Regions from separate parts of the Mus musculus genome. Here all the other regions are linked to region 1. Evidence: chromatin contacts called from public Hi-C, HiChIP or PLAC-seq, Micro-C and promoter capture Hi-C data. All regions are on one chromosome and are shown on one strand. The core of a region is the stretch at or near the end of the contact, and the rest is flanking DNA. Distances in the headings are between cores, read along the strand shown. Region 1 holds the start of Nxph3 (neurexophilin 3). Region 2 holds the start of Col1a1 (collagen, type I, alpha 1). Region 3 has its middle 9.3 kb from the start of Hils1. Region 4 holds the start of Ube2z (ubiquitin-conjugating enzyme E2Z). Region 5 holds the start of Ppp1r9b (protein phosphatase 1, regulatory subunit 9B).

Region 1 (2,713 bases), core at 143-2,642:
GTCCCCAGTGCCCCAGGGTCAGGAGTCAAGAAGGAAGGCTCCTGGGTTTGGGTTTAAGGCTGCCCACCTGTGCGTACTTGGCTCTAGGGTTTAACTAAATGGTTGAGACAGTCAATAGCTCAGTAGTAAAGAGGGCCACAGGAAAGGGCCAAGCAGGGAAGACATCCTCCCTAGTCCTAGAGTGGACTAGGAATGGAAGGGTTGCTGTCAATGGGAATTGTTTTGAGGAAGGGGGCCGTTCCAGTGGCGCCGAGGCGGAGGCTTCTCCAGGACAGGATTAGGGTCGGGACAGATGTGGGGCGGTGGGCGCGGGTCGCGAGAGAGTTAAGCTACAGGGTAGGGTCCAGGGTGGGGTTCCAAGGCACCCTGGGCCGCGGGGGAGCGGGGTCTGGGCGCTCAGCTCAGCTGCTTTGAGCGCCTGGGGCGGGAGCCGCCTGCCCAGGTCCTGTGGGGCTCGGGCTGCGCGCTGCCGGGAGAGGCGAGGAAAACAACAGGCGAGGAGGGAGGGAGCGAGAGGGACGGCGGGAGGCAGGGACGCGGGGGCTGCCCCCGGTCCGCCCGGGTTTGGCGCGCCAGGGCCCACAGTTCGGGATTCTCTGGGCCCCAGAGGTCAAAGAAGAATACCGCGTCCCCTGGCCGGGCAGGTCACCTGCCCCACCCCCGTTTCGCGCGTCCTGGGATGCTGCTACGAGAGGTCGGGTAATCCTTGGCTACTCAGCTTGGGGGGCCTTTTCCCTAGTGTCACTCGCACCTCCCGCGATCAGCCGCGGAGTGGGTGGGCCATCCAAGCACCCTCCTCCCCGCCCCTATTAACCCTTCCAGTCCGGCCTCTGGCCTCGGACCCGCCCTCTCCCCTAGCCTCCAGCGTTCACCGCATCCCCAGGATGCCGGGGTGGGGGGAGGGAGAAAGTTTCAGGGCTCCGCAGCTTCCCGCGCTCTCCCCATCCCCTGGCCCCCGCCCTGCGCCGCTCCCCGCGGACCACTCACCAGATAGAGGCTGCCCTGCACTAGGAACACGAAGCAGCAACGGGTCAGTTGCATCTTCCTCCTTTGCTCTCACCCGTCTCTCTTTTCCTTTCGGGGTCCCAGGCCCCCTCCGTCCCGGACTGCTCCTTCAGGCGCGCTGTCCCATGCTCCGGTCCCCGGTGGCTCGCGGCCCTCCCCTCAGCCAGTTGCTGGGACCGACCCCGCCCCCTTCGGTCCAGCTGTGCAGCCGCCGCCCCCTCCCCGAGTCCAGCTGCTCGCCGCGCGGTCCCTTCTCCCAGTCCCAGATGTGCGCCCGGAGCGTCTCGAAGGGGCTCCGGCTGAGCGGTGACTCTGCCGCTCCAGACAGGCGCTCGGCGCCCGGCTTGTTTCCAGAGGCTCGGCTCTCACCCAGATGTGCTGGGGACCTGCGCGCGCGCCCGTCCCCGGTGCTAATTCCCCAGACCAGACGGCCCCTCCCGCCCCGTCGTGGCGCGCCCCCTGGCGGACGCCCCGGGCCACGCCGAGCCGCGGCCGCCCGCTCCCCGCTCTGCGCCCCGCCAGACTGGAGCGCTCCTGGCGCCCAGGCGCCTCCCGCTTCCTCGTCCCTCCCACTGGCGGCGGCGGCGGCGGCAGGTACGGTGAGCCCAGTCGGTACCTCCGGATTTAACTCCTCCCCTGCCGGCCAGCAGCCTGGGGACCTGGGACGCCCAATTTCCAGCGTAGGGGACAGGAGGAGGGCGGAGGAGCTCTGGGTGAGGAGGCAAGAGGCTGGAAGACCGCGGATGGGGACACCAGCTTTTCCGCCCTTCTGGCAGCGCGCCTTCTTTTCTGTAGCGGGCACACGGGAATCTGTCGCTCTACCTACCTCCACCCTAGGAGTCCTAGAATTTGGAAAGACGACTCTCCCTAAATCCATTTTTAAGGGCTCAAGGATATTTACAGCGGATCACAGCTGATGGTTCCTGCAAGACTTGATGAGGGTGCTAAGGGAAGTTCTTCTAAGTGTCTAGCTCGCACCCTTTTTCCTAGCACATTCGTTCCTTTTCTTCTTAGACGACCTAAGAGCAATCAGTACGAAGCATTTGGTTGAGGCGCTGGGCTGAAGAGACCACTAGGGTCCAGGCTGGGTTCTGAGGTTGGGGTAAGGGTTTGCCTCCTGAGAAATAGAGGCATAAATGGCGTGAACAGGCCTCTCAGAGCATGTTCTTCCCTACCCATTTCCCACGGCACAGGTGTCACCAGGCGGAAAAGGGCCCCACCCCAGTGGGGTCCTAGGTTGCTCTGTTCTCTTCAAATCACCAAGACAAGAAAGATTAAGACCTAGACAAGAGATCCCAAAGGGTCAGGACCACCCTCCTGCCCTCAATGGCTAGACATCCTTCTGAGCTCTTTACAACTCCTTTGGTCTTTAGAAAAACAAAAGGTCGAATCCTAGGACCCGCATGGAGGCATTTGGAGTGGCCCCAGCCTACACTGGGTCTACCGGAAGCTCTCCACACTCTCTTCTGTGGCCCTCTGAGATCCAGTGTGGTCCCTGGCTGCAGCCCCCAGCTCACACCCAGCCTCCTCCCCCACCATCTGCCAGGCGTTGTGCGAGGAATGCAGATGAATCTTAATATCAGCCTGGGCCAAGTGCAAAGAGGGAGAGACTGCAGAAGGAGGTAGCTTGGATGAGCCCCCTGTCTCCTGGGTGCCCTGGGCCTTTCGGGCTCTTTGCAGTGTGTGTGTGTGTGTGTGTGTGTGTGTG
Region 2 (2,713 bases), core at 94-2,593, 580 kb before region 1:
GGCCCTGCAAGGAGACCCCAGTGCCTTCCCACACCACCCACACAGTTTGACAAGATGAAGTTCCTAAGCAGATTGGACAGAGCACCTTTGCAGGGTGCAGGGAGCACCGGGGAAGAACGGACACTGTCTTTTAGCGACAACTTTAAATATAAGCTGCTGTTCTTGGGGGACTACAGATGACCCTTTCCTGACGGCAGAGGTGGGGAGCAATGGCCAAGATTTTCAGCAAAGAAGTGAGGACATGGGAAGAAACCATTAAATAAAGTCCCTCAGCTACCAAACACAAGTTTCTGCCACACACTGAGTTCACCTAGGTGTCCCCAGACCACATCCAAGTACAATTAGAAAAGAGGGCTCTCTGTAGCTTTGAGAACACCCCTCTATGGCCAAGTACCTTCTACCTGTTCATTCTGCATTGATATTGCTACATAAGAGGGCCTCTAACAAATCTCTGGCTGTGGCCACAGCTGACACAAGACCTTTTTCTAAAACATCCCTGGTCACAGGCTTCCTGCAACAAACTCACATCCCAGTGCTGGGATGGAGGAGGTCAGAGAAGAATTTATACAACATGCCCCAGGCCCCAGCTTTGAGGACCCAGAAAGCCCCCTGCCCACACTGCTGCTCATCACTTAATGCATAAGCATTCTTCTGGAAGGACAAGGATGTCAAAGGTCTCCCCAAGCCTCAGCCTCAGAGCTGTTATTTATTAGAAAGGTGTGTCTGGCATGGCAGAACAGATAGGCACCCCCTTCCTTTCAAACCACCACATATCTGACTCTTAGTATCTGTGAAGAGATGTATAACTGTTCACAAATATTCCTACCCTCCATTCCTGGGTCCACACCATGAGGTGATCCCCTCCCTCCAACAGGCACATCTGCTTAGCTGATAGGTTCTAATCAGATTAATCTAACTTATTCCTTAGTTCTTCCCCAGGATGCCTGAAAGATTACTAGGCATGGCCAGGAGGACCTTTTCCCAATTATTCCTGACACTGATCCCTTTGTAGTGTTTCCCAACTCAGATTCTCAGTTCTACATCCTTCTGATTTGAAGTCCCAGAAAGAAAGTACAAGGGGTATTCTCTACCCACACTCAGTATACTGAGGGCCCAGCCACACTCCAGTGACAGCACCTCTGGCCCATGTAGATCTGGGGGGCAAGGGCGGCAGAGTTGCGGGAGGGGGGGCGCTGGGTGGACTCCTTTCCCTTCCTTTCCCTCCTCCCCCCTCTTCGTTCCAAATTGGGGGCCGGGCCAGGCAGTTCTGATTGGCTGGGGGCCGGGCTGCTGGCTCCCCCTCTCCGAGAGGCAGGGTTCCTCCCAGCTCTCCATCAAGATGGTATAAAAGGGGCCCAGGCCAGTCGTCGGAGCAGACGGGAGTTTCTCCTCGGGACGGAGCAGGAGGCACGCGGAGTGAGGCCACGCATGAGCCGAAGCTAACCCCCCACCCCAGCCGCAAAGAGTCTACATGTCTAGGGTCTAGACATGTTCAGCTTTGTGGACCTCCGGCTCCTGCTCCTCTTAGGGGCCACTGCCCTCCTGACGCATGGCCAAGAAGACAGTAAGTTCCAAACTCTGGGGAGTTTACTACAGCTTCTTGGTATTGCGTTCTGTATAGAGGGGTCCTAGCAGATAAGACTTAAATGGAGGTGCAGGGCTGCTCCAGAGGCAGGGATGGGACGGTGATGGAGAGGAAACGGGATGAGAGAGGTCACCCTGTTGAGCAGATGAGGGGGAGCAGTTCTCAGAAGTGGAGCCTTGCATGAGATGGCCCAGGAAGAAATTTCAAGCACCCATCTGTAGCACAACAGGAAAAGTGGGAATCTGGACACGGGTTGGGGCAGAGTACGTCGAAAATGAAATAAGGCCTCTGGAATAGAGATTCGGAGCTCAAGATGTAAAAGCTATCAAAAAGGCTGCGGGATGATTCATAAGGAAAGATTGTTTGCCCTCTCTGCAGGCTAGACAGTGTTGCTGGGGCCTCCGGGGTGCTGGGCTCTCGGGGGGGGGGGAGGGGACGCACGGAGAGGGCGGGTTGCTGGATGAGAAAGTTTGGCTAGGACTTGACTGGGCGCGGTCCCTGTGCCTCCTGCTGGCCAGCCGAGAGCACTACGAGTCCTGGTACAGCACTTTACAGCGCACAGGCTGAGAAGGAAAACCTGGGTTATTGCGGACCCTCATCTCCAGACTAGGAAAATAAAAGCAGGGATGGATGGGGTAGCTCTGGTCTTTGAAAGAAGTGACCCAGGCCGAGTAAAAGTCGGTCCGCCCCTGCATTGCTTAGTTTTGCCCGCCACCTAGTGGTTGCCTTGATCAGGTCCTGGAGCGGTGGGCGTGGTTAACTCATCATTACTATTTGTAGACTTGACTTCTTTGGCTAAGGAGATTCCAAAGCACTACTGGCTTTGAAGGACCCGGCTTGTCTAGTTAGCAAGTTTTCAAGATTCCTGGGAGCTGGAAATTGGGATGTATCTAACTTTAGGGATACATTTTACTACACTGGACAGGGCTCCACTGAAATCAGCCCCTCCACATTGTAGCCCCGCCCATTCCGCCCCACCTGCCCCGGGAAAGGAGGTGGGACCAGGGCTGAATTTCCCCTTCTCTCCTCCCACCCCCGCCTCCTGTCTCCGCGCAAACCACGTCCCACGAGCCCCCACCTACTGCGTAGGAGCCCTCCTACTCTCCTTCAGCAGGCTTTTTTATTTCA
Region 3 (2,713 bases), core at 81-2,580, 560 kb before region 1:
CTGGAACCTAAGTTACAGTTGTGAGCTGCCATGTGGGTGCTGAGGATTGAACCCTGAGCCGTTTCTCCAGCCCCATATTTTTTATTTTCTAGCATCCATGTTTAGAAAGGGGGTTGGGGGGAGATGAGCTGCAGTGTAGCTCCGCTGGTACAGTGATTCCTAGTATGCACAATGCTTTGCGTTCAATCTCTATGCCACAGAAAAGATGGAGACCGGATCAAAGCCTGGGTTACATGAGACTCTATGTCAAAATAAATAAATAAATAAATAAAAATAAAAAGTGAGGTGAAACTAGTTTCATATCTTATTTAACCTAATACAATCTCAACCATTAAAACCATACACATTGCCGGGCAGTGGTGGCGCAAGCCTTTAATCCCAGCACTTGGGAGGCAGAGGCAGGCGGATTTCAGAGTTTGAGGCCAGCCTGGTCTACAGAGTGAGTTCCAGGACAGCCAGGGCTACACAGAGAAACCCTGTCTCGAAAAACCAAACCAAACAAACAAACAAACAAAAAACTATACACATCTCAGTTCGAACTAGCTGTATGTAGTTCTGGTGTTCACTCGTGACCAACAGCGTCCTTGCATTTAAGGAGTGCAAACTTTATCATTCCTTTCCATTCAGAAGGAAAAACAAAAATTTCTTGAGGCATTAGGGGAAGCAGAGCCCATTGGTCAGGATCTGACAGGTCAGAGAGACCCACACCCCTCTCGCCTGAGGAGGCTGTGTGGTACCCGGGATAATGCGGTGTCTAGGAAGTATTGGCATGCCTACCTTCATGGGTTCTCACTTCAGCCCTGAAGTAGGAATGACTCCGTTTGGGAGCAAACTAACTGTTGAGGTCGATACAGTGTGCCAGAACCATGTTTGGACCCTGCCTGGAGAGGTGTGGCCTTAGTGATTGAGGCCCGAAGTAGGTGGCCTCTGTATTGAAGAGACTGGACCATAGGGAGTGGTGCGGAAATGGCTGCAGGGTCCGGCTGCGCATGCGCATGCATAGTCTGTATTTAGAGTGAAGGTGGAGGCCGCTCATCAAGCCAATAATCAGGGCCATCATCTGGACTAAAAGTAGGGTGGAGTGAGTGCGGGGTGACACCACAGAAGGTGGGGGCTGGAAACAGCTGCCTACTCTGTGAGGGACTGTAGGAAGCCATCCTGATTACTCTTCCAGGAGAGGCTTCTGCCCAGTGAGTATGTCTGTGTCCTCCCTCTGTGCTGCTGGTCATCTGGGCGTTCACATGTGGATGCCCAGGCAGGGCTCAGTGTCTTCTGTAGTCACGCCATCCTCCCGGCTACTTGTCTGGGCCACTTCCTTTCAGGAAGGCAGCCAAGCCGGCTCCTGTGTGCTCTTTGGAACTGAGTTGGGAGGTAGAGGCTGCCAAGAGCCCAAGGCAAGGCCAGGAAGCAGAGGGAGGGAGGGAGGAGCTGACTTCTTATTCTCCCGCCCTCGACCAGGAAGGACATGCAGGGGACCAGACAGAGGTGAGAGGGGAGCCAGCAGCCCCCACCTTAAGGGTGCAGGGATCCAGTTGAAGCTAGCCTATGCCCCAGGACTGTGACACTGAGCTAGAGCTATGCCTGCCCATCAGCTGAAAGACCTGTGGGGGAGGGGGAGGAGGGAAGGGGAGGAGGAAGTAGCCAATGAGAAGCCAGAGGCATCTGTTTGTTCTGCAAAGAGCCCATCCCTCCAGCCATTACCTTGCCAGCACCCCACCTCCCGCCCCACCCTGCCAGCCTCTGTCAGCGCTTACCCAGTTCCATAATTAAGCAGCTAATGGGCTTCCAGTACCCAGAATAGGCAGAATGGGGTACAGATGATAGTGGTAAAGACTTACTTTTGACCACAGAGGAAGTGCAGCCTCCCTCAGAGCTCTGAGCAGGTTGATCTGAAGATAGTGAGTTATCTCAACTGATTGTTCAAAGTCAGTTCCAGATTGCATCCCTATTCTACACTCCACACCCCCCTTTCCTGTTACTGTACTTAACCAGCCGTTAAGATAGCACTTAAAAGGCTGCTCTTCTAGAGGGCCCGGGTTCAATTCCAGGCACCCCCAAGGCAGCTCACAGCTGTTTGTAACTCCAATCCCAGAGGATCTGGCACTTCTTTTGGCCTCTACAGGACATACATGCAGACCAAACACCCATACACATAAAAACTAAAAACAAACAAACAAACAAACAAACAAACAAACAAAAAATTGGATCTAGAGAGATGGTTTAGCCATTAAGAGCACTGGTTCTTCCAGAGGACCCAGGTTCGATTCCCAGCACCCACATGGCAGATCACAACTTTCAGTAACTCCAGTTCCAGGGCACCTAACAGCCACACACAGACATGCAGGCAAAGCAGCAGTGCACATAAAATAAAAACAAATAAATTAAAACAAGCAAACAAAAATAACTCTGAGCAGACACACAGACAACTATCCCTCAGGTATTCCCTCCAAACAGCCTTGCCTGCCATCTTCTGTGTGCAGGAGCTGTGTTGAACCTTAAGGGGTAGGTGTGGGGTGGGCTATTAGAGAGAGGGTAGGCAGAATCCTGAATCTAGTGCTGGCAGAAGACTTGCTGTTTCAGTTGTGAGCTTAGCCTTTAAGGGCTGAGCCATCTCAACAGCTCAGAAGACCTATAACCCATGAGCCCAGACAGCATCTCCTATCGGAGAGCCAAGAGGACTTTTGAAGGGACTCTGAAAAGCACAGGAGCAGAA
Region 4 (2,713 bases), core at 155-2,654, 550 kb after region 1:
GAGGGGACTTGGAATGTTTGGGATAATAGCCAGATAAGAGGCTAAGATGAAAAGACTAAGTCTGGTCACCAGGAAACAAGTTTCAAAATTAATAGCTCAACAGTCTTATCTTTTGCCATGCAATTGGTACCATACTAAGTGAGCACTTTTGCAAAACATATTTATCTATGAAGTGATACGATCTAAGATCGGTCACCCAAGACACAAGCACAGACAGGCCCTAGGCCTTTTGTTCCTGTATTTGAAGGGAGTACATCTGCTTTACAAAAGTAAACCAGACAACCTTGGGGGTAAATAATAGGAAAAAAGTTCTTGACTAAGATGTTACAATCCAGAGTGATAGTGAGAGATGGTAGGAACGCAGAGTTTCAGGGACAGGTGTGAGGGACAGTTTTGGGGTGATTGGAAAGGGGGTTCAAGAAATGATCTGGAAAGTCAGGGAGGCTCTCTAGACCCGTGGAAAGGGCCATATGGTGGGGAAACGAGGTAAGGAAAGGTAAAAAGGAAGACTGACTCGAGTCTGCAACTGGGCAATGCAGGTAGAGGATGTTCCAAGCGGGGACTCCAGAAGAGATGGAGAACTGATGGGTGGGGCCTGAGGGCAGCCTTTAGGTAAGCTGGTGGGGTAGGTTAGAGGGGAAGTGCGAAGGGCGGGACCGAGCGTTACAGAAGAGCAAAAGGGTCAGGTTTCGGGTGAACGGGAGGGGGTAGGGATAAGGCATCCGGAACGGAGCTGCAGGGCTCACCGGAGGTCGCTAAGGGGCGGGGTAGGCCCGAGGGCAATCGCGGATCTGTTTGGGCTGTAGGGCCGGGCGCTGAGAGGGCGGGAGGGAGGGAAAGGGCGACACTTAAGGCCCCCGTCAGTAGAGAGGCCCGCAGGGTTTGGGCCTGGAAGACGTGAGGCGGGAGAGAGCCCCGATGGGGAAAGGTGGGGGGCGGGGAAGGTCGAGCCCTGGAGCTCCGGGGTGAGGGAGGAAAAACCCCCGGCTCACCGCTTAATCCGAAGTAGACACTGTGGCGCGGTTCGCTCGCCGTCCCAGTCCGAGCTGAGCGTGGGGTCCCAATGGCTAAGCAGCGCGGCCCCGTGGGCAGCGGCCGAGGGCGGGAGTCCTGGCAGCGGAGCCAGGCCGCTCCCCGGTCCCCCGGCCCCGCCCGCCGCCGCCGCCGCCGCCCACACATCCGGCAGAAAAGGCGGCCCGAACCCGCCGCCGCTCCCGCTAACGCCGACCACACCGGCAACACCACTCGACCCTGGGCCCGCCGCCCCGGCGCCAGCCGTCGCCGTCGCCGCCTCCTCAGTCGGACTCTCCGCCATCGCTGCTTCGCTTCCGGGACTGCTCAGCAGCACGTCCGCCGACCAGAGCGGCCGCTGCTCCCGCACCACCGAGAGCCGGGCCAGAGTGTCCCCACCCTCGGCTTCCCCAGCCCGGGTGGCGCTGGCTCCGCCCACCTCCGCCCGGACCAGCGAGAGGCGTGCTGCCAGAGCGTCCACCCACGGTCCTCCAGAGCGGGGGGCGGGGGCTAGCGGACTAGCTGGCGCTCCAGGCCAGCGCAGATTCTGCGCCCCGCTGGAGATGCTGGTAGCCTTCCATGGTTAAAGGTTTTATGTTGGGAGAGTTGATGTCGGAGAAGACAGTTCAAAGAAGATGGAGAGACCCACAGCTTCTCTTTTAAAGGGAGGGACCATCGATGTTCAATCCTAGGGTAGGACTAAGGTCCACCTTCCCTGTAGGGCAATCGAAAGAAGAGCTTGAGTAGTTTAGGGCCCTTCACATCCCTACGGCTCTGTGCTGTATCATGTCTGGTCTTCTCCCCCATCGACTACTATTGTCGCCTGACTGCGGATGGACTAAGAGGAAGAACGGAATCAGAACGTGCGAATAAAAGACCACCTCATTTGAGTTTATTCGATATTTATTTATGAAGGGCATACTAAAGGCCAGGAGCTGTTGCTAGGCATTGCCCTGGAGATAATGACACAGAAGTTGACAGCTTGGTAGAAGTCAAGCATCAGGCTTGATTCCAAGCTCAGTACCTTTTCTACCCGCTAATCCTGGAGTTACGGGTTTGAAATTCTCAATTTCTTAGAACTATATTGAGATTTGTAATACGAAAATTAACTCTGACTAAGGGGAAAAGACCTTAACCTTGTTCTACTGACAGGAATATGAGTCTGTGTGTGTGTTTGCTAACTGTAGGAAAACCAGAGGTACCGCATGACTGAGAATTTACACAACCCTTTCAGCTGGTCTGAGACAACATCCGAAACAAACACATTGATACTCTATAGCAAAGTGTATGAATAGTTTTTGAGACAAGGTTTCCAATATGTAGCTGCTTACCTCAGCCTTCTTAGTGCTGAGATGACCGGCATAAGCCACCACACCCAATGAAATATTCATATTAACTTTAGTACATTTATGAAGATTCATTCTAGAACAAACAGCCAGAGCCTCACTTTGGATCTTGTTTTTTTTTTTTTTTCTTCTTCTTTTCCTCCCGAAGAAGCCTGGCTCCTGTGGTGGCACAGCTCGTAAGCTAAGCACTAGAGAGGTTGAGGAATGATGAGGGAACTATCGTACATAAATAGTTGAGGCCACAAATTGAGTTCAAGGCAATCTGGGCAACAAAGGGACACCCTGTCTCAAAACACAAAAACCAACAAGTGAAGAGCCTGCGTTCTGGACATTTGTGCGTTTTCTCAAATGGTCTG
Region 5 (2,713 bases), core at 103-2,602, 520 kb before region 1:
AAGCAGCTGGGGAGAGGGGGGAGGCTTTGTGCCTGAGTTGTTTTCTGGGTCCTAGTGTCCACCCTGTTCAGTTCCTGGGAATCTACCAACGACTGGAGGAGCTACACATCTAGACCTGACTGAATATTGGACGGATCCTCACTGCTAGATTGGGGAAGGATAACGGGCATAACAAGGCCCCTTGTTGTGTATGTGAGGAATGAAGGAGCTCTAAAGAAGCTGAGTTTTCAAGGTGGGATTTGTAGGGTACACACACACACAAACACGCTTGCACACAAGTGACCAGAATCCTCTAAGTCTGAGACCCAACGTAGAACTCTCAATAGGGAAACTTTAGCCCTGGGACTCTAGAATCATTCCTTCCAACCTCCCCCAACACCTTACAAACCTTCCTGTTTCAGAGATCTTTTCTGGCAGGTTATGAAGGCCAGGATTCTATACCTCTCCCCAAAGGGGTAGGTGAACAACGTCATTTTAAGACTTCCCAAGGCAAAAAAGCATCTTTGGTAATCTCCTGCCATATGGGTGATGTAACCCCCAACCCTGTCCCTTTCTTCATTTCTCCTCCGGACAGAGCACCACAAAGATTGCTGGGCCCAAGTTTTACATTCTGAAAGATGAAAAAAAAAAAATTCCTATGGGGAATTGTTAAAATGAAGAATCCCAGGTTCCGCCTCTGAGATTCCCCTTCACCTTTGGGAAGGAGCTAGAAATTATGTACTTTGATCTAGCACCCAAAAGTTTTGTTGCTGGTACCCCTGAACACTCTAAGGACCTTTAGAGAAATGATTAAGGGCCCTCCCCACAGAACCCCTTCACTTTGTGGGAGGAGAAGGCCAGTTCCTGCTGTGGCTGGATGGCTCCCCGCCCCCAGGGTTAAATGAGGGGACGCCTAAGTGGATTGTGAAAAGCCGAGTTTGGGATGGGAGGGCTGAAGAAGAATAGCCAAGGTCGGTGAAGCTGCGGAAGGCTGTCCGCCAACTATGAGTAGGAGAGACCAGGCGACAGGGTGGAAGGGAAGGGGAGGGCTCACAGGCTCCGGCCCCGGAAATCCGATCCCTTTAGGACCCAGTGGTACCAGTCCCCCAGCGGCGGCGGCGAGAAGGGCAGCCGCTCGGTCTCCGGCAGCCGCGGTTCGGGCAGAGCTAGAGAAAGACCGAGGCTCGGGGCGCGGGGGGGAGGGAGGGAGGGAGGGAGGCGCGGCGGAGCGGCCCGGGTCAGCGGAGCAGCCACGGGCGCGGGGATGCCGGGCACCCCGAGAGCCAAGGCCCCCGGCCGGAGTAGGGGGCGCCTGCGCCGCCAGCGCCGCTGACACCGCCTCGGAGGATGTGAGCCGGTGCCGTGGCCGCTGCTTCGCGGGCTGGGCGCGCGGTCCCAGCAGCTCCAGCCAGCCTCCGCTTCTTCAATTTGGGTGGGGGCGACCGCACCAGGCCGCTAGAGCTTTCGAAGGGGGCTGGCTGTCTTTGGCAGCTTGGTTGGGGGAGGCGACCCACACAGGGCGCTCGGAGATTTTTTTTTTTTAAAGCAGGGTTAACTGTTTTTTGGCAGCTTGGTTTCTGGGGGACTCTATAGAAGGCCTTTCGGGATTTCTTTCTTTGGGGGGAGGGGGCGGTGGTCCCGACTTGGCCAGCCGCCTGCTGGAGGGGGGCAGCGGGGAGCAGGGGGATGCGAACCCGGCTCCCCCAACCATGATGAAGACGGAGCCTCGGGGGCCCGGGGGTCCCCTCCGGAGCGCCTCCCCGCACCGCAGCGCCTACGAAGCGGGCATCCAGGCACTAAAGCCTCCCGATGCACCCGGGCCCGACGAGGCACCCAAGGCGGCCCACCATAAGAAATATGGCTCCAACGTCCACCGCATCAAAAGTATGTTCCTGCAGATGGGCACCACCGCGGGGCCGCCGGGTGAGGCAGGCGGAGGCGCAGGCATGGCCGAGGCCCCACGGGCGTCCGATCGCGGGGTGCGCCTGTCCCTGCCGCGGGCCAGCAGCCTGAACGAGAACGTAGACCACAGTGCCCTGCTCAAGCTGGGCACCAGTGTGTCGGAGCGCGTGAGCCGCTTCGACTCCAAGCCCGCGCCCTCGGCGCAGCCCGCTCCTCCGCCGCACCCGCCGTCCCGGCTGCAGGAGACGCGGAAGCTGTTCGAACGGAGCGTCCCCGCGGCCTCGGGTGGCGACAAGGAGGCCGTGGCGCGGCGGCTGCTGAGGCAGGAGCGCGCCGGCCTGCAGGACCGGAAGCTGGACGTCGTGGTGCGCTTTAACGGCAGCACCGAGGCGCTGGACAAGCTGGATGCTGACGCCGTGTCGCCGACGGTCAGCCAGCTCAGTGCGGTCTTCGAGAAAGCCGACTCGAGGACCGGCCTTCACCGTGCACCCGGCCCCCCTCGGGCAGCCGGGGCGCCCCAGGTCAACTCGAAGCTGGTCACTAAGCGGTCCCGGGTGTTCCAGCCACCGCCGCCGCCTCCCGCCCCGTCGGGGGATGGCGCGACCGAGAAGGAGCGTGGCCCCGGAGGGCAGCAGCCCCCACAGCACCGGGTGGCCCCTGCCCGACCTCCGCCTAAGCCGCGGGAGGTGCGCAAGATCAAGCCGGTGGAGGTTGAAGAAAGTGGGGAGTCTGAGGCCGAGTCGGCTCCCGGGGAAGTGATCCAGGCCGAGGTGACGGTCCATGCAGCCTTGGAGAATGGCAGCACCCCGGCCACCACAGCCAGCCCTGCACC

Evidence for each region. Promoter capture Hi-C pulls out the DNA fragments that hold promoters and counts their contacts. Hi-C and Micro-C count contacts between places; a contact is called where the count stands out from the background. HiChIP or PLAC-seq counts read pairs in DNA pulled down with a chosen protein or histone mark.
Region 2: a contact with region 1 is called in a promoter capture Hi-C map of pre-B cells, with 4 times the contacts expected there. The contact joins the promoter of Col1a1 here to the promoter of Nxph3 in region 1. A contact is called at or near these places in 5 of 39 promoter capture datasets (HPC-7-derived erythroid cells, hippocampal neurons, liver and 2 more), 12 of 484 Hi-C or Micro-C datasets (the G1E-ER4 cell line, the N1E-115 cell line, cardiomyocytes and 5 more) and 2 of 9 other capture datasets (adipose tissue and liver).
Region 3: a contact with region 1 is called in a Hi-C map of the G1E-ER4 cell line, with 2.8 times the contacts expected there. The contact joins the enhancer-like site here to the promoter of Nxph3 in region 1. A contact is called at or near these places in 1 of 39 promoter capture datasets (stem cell-derived epiblast-like cells), 9 of 484 Hi-C or Micro-C datasets (the G1E-ER4 cell line, the P5424 cell line, cardiomyocytes and 4 more) and 2 of 115 datasets of contacts at active chromatin or transcription factors (embryonic stem cells and pancreatic cancer cells).
Region 4: a FOXA1 HiChIP or PLAC-seq map of pancreatic cancer cells shows a contact between it and region 1. The contact joins the promoter of Ube2z here to the promoter of Nxph3 in region 1. A contact is called at or near these places in 2 of 115 datasets of contacts at active chromatin or transcription factors (bone marrow-derived macrophages and pancreatic cancer cells).
Region 5: a Micro-C map of embryonic stem cells shows a contact between it and region 1, with 3 times the contacts expected there. The contact joins the promoter of Ppp1r9b here to the promoter of Nxph3 in region 1. A contact is called at or near these places in 3 of 39 promoter capture datasets (hippocampal neurons, liver and pre-B cells), 6 of 484 Hi-C or Micro-C datasets (cerebellum, embryonic fibroblasts and embryonic stem cells) and 5 of 115 datasets of contacts at active chromatin or transcription factors (bone marrow-derived dendritic cells, bone marrow-derived macrophages, embryonic forebrain and 1 more).

The regions. Positions count from the first base shown.
Region 1 is chr11:95,513,173-95,515,885 of GRCm38.p6, forward strand. Nxph3 (neurexophilin 3) reads right to left here and starts at 1,393. Exons shown (of 2, transcript NM_130858.3): 1 at 988-1,393. The coding sequence starts at 1,041.
Region 2 is chr11:94,934,881-94,937,593 of GRCm38.p6, forward strand. It overlaps Col1a1 (collagen, type I, alpha 1), which reads left to right and starts at 1,344. Exons shown (of 51, transcript NM_007742.4): 1 at 1,344-1,564. The coding sequence starts at 1,489.
Region 3 is chr11:94,956,896-94,959,608 of GRCm38.p6, forward strand. No RefSeq gene overlaps it. Among named protein-coding and RNA genes, the nearest start is that of Hils1, 9.3 kb to the right of the region's middle. Within about 2 kb of position 1,331, at least 138 of the 459 cell types and tissues checked have an H3K27ac peak or open chromatin away from gene starts, as enhancers often do. A contact at or near this core is called in the G1E-ER4 cell line, cardiomyocytes, cerebellum and 2 more, where this site is marked.
Region 4 is chr11:96,063,960-96,066,672 of GRCm38.p6, forward strand. Ube2z (ubiquitin-conjugating enzyme E2Z) reads right to left here and starts at 1,405. Exons shown (of 7, transcript NM_172300.3): 1 at 993-1,405. The coding sequence starts at 1,315.
Region 5 is chr11:94,989,860-94,992,572 of GRCm38.p6, forward strand. Ppp1r9b (protein phosphatase 1, regulatory subunit 9B) reads left to right here and starts at 1,353. Exons shown (of 10, transcript NM_172261.3): 1 at 1,353-2,713. The coding sequence starts at 1,689.